2 separate regions of the Hordeum vulgare genome follow, and region 1 is linked to region 2. Evidence: chromatin contacts called from public Hi-C data. All regions are on one chromosome and are shown on one strand. Each heading gives the region's core, a stretch centred on a gene start, on an enhancer-like site or on the middle of the called end of the contact. The rest is flanking DNA. Distances are from core to core; before and after follow the strand shown. Region 1 holds the start of LOC123395877 (calcineurin B-like protein 6). Region 2 holds the start of LOC123394922 (tubby-like F-box protein 14).

Region 1 (2,700 bases), core at 26-2,525, 330 kb after region 2:
ACAACACTTGTCTATGGCCAAAAACCTTGACCATCTTTGATCAACGAGCTAGTCCACTAGAGACTCACTAGGGACAGTGTTTTGTCTATGTATCCACATATGTATTTGAGTTTCGAATAAATACAATTCTAGCATGGATAATAAACGATTATCATGAACAAAGAAATATAATAATAACCAATTTATTATTGCCTGCAGGGCATATTTCCAATGGGATGGAACGCGGATGGTGCAGGATGGCGCAAGAGCTGATTTCTCCACTTCTTTCGTCGTCGGTTCCACGCTTGCCTCCTCATCTTCATCCCCGAAGCTCGGCTCAAAGCCGTACATGCACACAAGAGAAGGGTCAAGTAGATACCACCCTCGAAGGGGATAAAAAGACATGCGTAAGATAGAAGATTCACATTTATATGTTTGAAATAGATGTTGCACGTGTCTCCTAATAGAGGTGCTCTTAACATGCTGATGTTCATAAGGTGCTTCACATTACCTTGTATATATATATGCTAAAAAAGAATTTTAAAAAAATGGACATCATTATAGTACGAGAAAAGCAAACAATAGATCAAAAGGAGTCCCACTATCTACATTATTGGTTACCACATAGTACACATCTCCAAGGACCCGCCCCATCAATAAAATCCATGTCCATGATAACATCATATCCTCAACGAAATATACGAGCAAGGGACATATCAGATCCCGACGACATCCTTCCAAGGTTCAAAACACCCTAACTCACCTCTCCTAGCACCGCCTCGTTTGTCTCACCGTCGCTTCCATACCCACACTTTGCAAGAGGGATGGTTCAGTGAGGTGACACGCTAACTCATCTCTAACACTGCGTTTGGATTATGAATCAATCTGTGGTTGGATGGTTATAAAGGGAATGTGGTATCCCGAGTCCACGAAGGGGCAAGTCCTCGTGCTTGCATTTATTCCTAGATTTATTTTAGAATTTCCAGTGATGCACATTCAGTGGGATATGTTCCGTCGATGACGGGTTATCTATGTTGACTTCATAAATTTCTAGATGATATGTCGGTTCAGTCTTTTGAAGGTGCTCATAATAATAGAGTATGCATATGTACGTTCATACGTATAAGTGTATGCGCGTGTATATAAACGTTTGACTATGTACCGTGTTAAAAAATAACACTGCGTTTGGATTCTGTATTTGGATGTCTACTGTATTGAGGCTGTGTTTTGGATTTGGTATTTCAAAAATATAGTAAAATTTATAGTATTTGGGATGTAAATGTAAACGGACTGAAATAGAACCGATACACCCGCTGGATCTTTCGCATGGAAAGTGCCCTCCCACGAAGCCACGATACGGAGCCATACCCCTCCGATTTCGGCGCCGTGGTAAGTCCCCTCGCCGGCCGTCCTCCTCCGTACTCCGGCATAACCGTCCGCCCCGCCGGTCCTCCTCCTCCTCCTCCCTCTGTGGTAGCTCCCCTAGCCGCCCCCCTCCTCCTTCCCGCTGGTCCTTCTCCTCTGCCCGTGGTCGCCATGGCCTTGCCCGAGCCGTCCACCGCCGCTCCTGCTCCTCTTCCCGTGCTCCGGCGTCCCTTTTTTGCTCCGGCTTCCCTCCCGTGCTCCCATGCCCCTCCTCCCCTGCCTGCGAGGTCCCCATCTCCCCTGCTCCATAGCCACCAGATCCAGTCGCTCCTTTTTCTTCCCCTGCCTATACTCCTCTTTCTTGTTCATGTACTCAAGTCTCATTCCCTGCCCCCCTTTCTCTTCCCAGCAAGCAATTTCTTAGCTTTGTAAGAGTCCTTGTAATTATTTTGGAAAGTTTGCTAACCCTAATTTTTTGGGGAAGTTTGCCTTGAATTTATGCAAATAATGTTTTCCTGTCTGGCTGGTTGAACTTGAACCTATATGTAATATTTTGTTTTGCTACATTTGGAACTATGCCATGTTGAACTTGAACTTATCTGAACTATTGTGTTAAATTTGGAACTATGTCTTGTTATTGTTGAGAATTTGGAACACCTATTTAAACTATGTGTTCTAATTTTTTGGTGCAAGTGATTTTTGTTGTTGTTGTCGTGTCAATATTATATGATGCCGTTGTGGATTTTTAGAATATTTGATCATATTTTATGCTATATAATCATCCAATTGCAGTCACACATTTTACAAATTTTGTTTTGATGGATATACTAATATTGCTATGCAATTTCATACTTTGGCATTCAAACATGATTCCATATTGAAACCTCAGTAAGGTTCAAACGACCGAACTCGTATTCCTGTCCATTATAGTTTCCTGACTGAATTGGAATCAAAACCAATTCAATACAGAGGCCTCCAGTATAGACATCCAAACAGAGCATAAGCTTCAGTTTAGTATCCCGCTCAATTCATCAATCTCGGTGTCCTCGGCCGTCGCCGTGCTTCTCGTTGCGTCGCAGCGCGCAGATCCCGATCTGTGGTGAGGGGTAAGCGTGTCGGAGGAGAGCATGATTGAGGAGGAATGCGCGCGGAATCCATGGGATTTCTATATCTGGTTGATTTCGTGTTTGGAATACACGCGTGTTGGGATTTTGGTTGGCAATCATGCATGATTGATCTGCATCTCCTTGTTAATTGTCGCAGGTGTGTGTGACCTGTGTTGAGCTGTTTTCTGGCGGAGTGTGAAATGGTGGATTTCCCGGAAGGGTTGCGACGGCTCGCTGGTCTCCTACTCAA
Region 2 (2,700 bases), core at 161-2,660:
TTACCAAAAAAAATGAGTCACTCCATTGATCAATTGAGCACTATCTGTTACTCCCTCTGTCCCAATATAAGTGACTCAACTTTTTACTAACTTTAGTACAGAGTTAGTATAAAGTTGAGTCACTTAATTTGAGACGGAGGGGGTATTTATCAGTGAGATAAGAGTGAAGTCACTCCATTTCTATTTCCAATACAAATTCACAACCATGGTATGAATCAGGGAGGAGGGGGGAGGGGGGATAATGCCCACAATTCCAGATCTGCTGAACTCAAAACTTTGAAACAGTTACATTTCAGTTTCCCTGTCACGTCAGTTGCCTCCTACCGAATAGTGTAATACACAATAAATTCCTTTATGACTTCTAGCAATCTCTACGGAGAAAAAGAAGAACTCTCAACCATTATTTTCTATCAATATCCGTAAGTTCCTTACTTAAAATTCAGAATTATGAAGAAAACAACATTTCTTTATTTTATTAATTTAGGATCATTGAGAAGTTGTATTTCTTTGATCTGCTATAAGAAGACCTGAAACACACCTTTATTCCCCCAACTAGGTGATCTAGTTAACAACCTACTCACAATACTATCAACCTTACAGAACTTTTAAGCATATTAGTTGACTATAAACATCGAACATCAATTCCTAAATCACTACAGTGACTTAAAGATGCATTTTGAACTCACTGCCTTTCAAAACGCATTTCCAAACATTAGAACGCCAACTATCATATATTTCTAATTTTATCAGCCTGCAAATTGATGAAATTGTGATAAAATAAACTGGTTGGCAAGTCGCAACACATGACACGGGGTAACACTCACGAGCTAGACAAGCATGGAAACAGAACGAAACATGGAATTACACACGGGAAAATGAGCGAAGGATAAGAGAGAATTACATGTATATGCACACACAACGGTTACTGACTGCATTACCGAATCCCACGAAGGTGTACAACCACCAAAAATAAAAAATAGGCCACCTCCTTCCTCCTACCAAGATCCCACGAATTCAAGCCCAAAATACACCGCATTATCATCAAATCCACAAAATCAAGCCAGAAAGAAGCCCAAAACATCTCATTGAACCTAAGATTCCGTTGTTCCAGTCTCCAGCAGACTCAATCCCTTATCTAACAACGCGGAGACCCCTAGAATCACCCAACGCAGCCGTTGGAGAGAGAGGCACAAGATCCAGGAGGCACGCACCTTGAAACCGAAGCGAACCGCGCAGCCGATGCGGGGGTGGGGGGAGGGGGGCGCGGCTAGAGGAGGCCGCCGGGAGCGGATTGCAGGGGCACCATTTGGATCGGAGGAGGGGAATGGAAGGAATGGAGGGTAGGCGGAGGAGAAGGAAAGAACAAGTGGTGGTGCCTCGGCGAGTGTAGGGGCAGGGGAGTTCACGTGCCCGCGGAAAAGTAGCTATATTCACTATTTCAAGAATATATAAACCCATATACTTGAAAGCTCAGCTCGGCTATCTCGTTGTCTCGAACGCACATATTACAGGACAAGAGCCAGCGGTCATCGTTTTGCTATCTTTCTTACCAAAAATAAAATGATTCCATTTTCCCGATTCCCTTTTCCTTGTCTTCATTTAGTAAGGTGTCAAAAAAAACAAGGGTGTCGACGTCGGTGCTCGGAGGTCAAGGAGGAGCCCGATGTGTCGGTCGACCGCGCAAACAGAGGAGCAGCGCCATAACGTACTCGGCCTCTCTTCCTCACCTCGTCTTCCATCATATCTTCCTTCCCTCACGACCAAGCCATCTGTCATGACCGCAACCAATTGTGCCTCCGAGCCTGACCACCCGTCATGAAGGTTCCTTTATTTTTATCCTAATGCCATGGAGCAAGACAAGGTACCCCGCCTCTCTATCTTCCTCTGTTCGCTTGGATTTGGCAGCTCTCACCTTGGCTTCTCTTCCTATCCAGTACAGATGATAACAGAACCCTGCAACCATCCTTCTCGCCTGGGAACTCGGAAGGAGGAGATTCATCAGCAGCAGCCCAGGATTCGTCTCTCTATTTCCTCATCTCTGCTCAATGGTCACTACCTCAACTCACTGCTCAGGTTCGTGTGTTGCTGCTAGATCCTAAGTCTGAGTTTAGCTTGCTAGATGTGTGTGCTAGTTTCAGTTCCTCAAGTAGAAGAACAGGAGAGTGAGGAGACCATATTCATTCGTGTGTTGCTGCATTTTATACTAGTTTCTCAAGTAGATCAGGTTCTTGTGTTGATCAAGTGTCTCTGACATGGGCTAGGTGGACGGATGGATTCATACATATATCTAGCAGAACTAATATGAGTAATTATTGTCTTTGTGAATAAGTCGATTGATGCAAGGCGCTCATACTTTTCGCACATGCCAGCAAAAATAACACAAGCTAGGATGTATGAATGCGTTATTTTTACTACTTATAAGAAATAGAATAAATGTTTTTTCTTGGAGATTGTAGTGATTTTTACCACCAAGACTTATTTATTTTGCATTATAGTTGTTTCACTTTTTAGCATTAGTTGCCTAGAATTACTAAAGTTGTTTCAAATTTGCAATATGTAGTTGTTGTTTTTGGAAAAGTCTATCATGGAACTGGGGTTACGTGACTATTCTCATGCAAAATCAAGTATGACATGAATGCAATTAGTTTTCTATTTTACTACTTTTAAGAAATAGAATCAGTGTTTCTGCTTCGAGATTGT

Evidence for each region. A called contact is a pair of places that touch in the nucleus more often than the background predicts.
Region 1: a Hi-C map of seedling shows a contact between it and region 2, with 5 times the contacts expected there. The contact joins the promoter of LOC123395877 here to the promoter of LOC123394922 in region 2. A contact is called at or near these places in 4 of 6 Hi-C or Micro-C datasets (leaf, seedling and an unstated tissue) and 1 of 1 datasets of contacts at active chromatin or transcription factors (embryo).

The regions. Positions count from the first base shown.
Region 1 is chr5H:265,395,305-265,398,004 of MorexV3_pseudomolecules_assembly, forward strand. LOC123395877 (calcineurin B-like protein 6) reads left to right here and starts at 1,276. Exons shown (of 9, transcript XM_045090908.1): 1 at 1,276-1,368; 2 at 2,608-2,700. The coding sequence starts at 2,651.
Region 2 is chr5H:265,063,420-265,066,119 of MorexV3_pseudomolecules_assembly, forward strand. LOC123394922 (tubby-like F-box protein 14) reads right to left here and starts at 1,411. Exons shown (of 5, transcript XM_045089808.1): 1 at 1,212-1,411.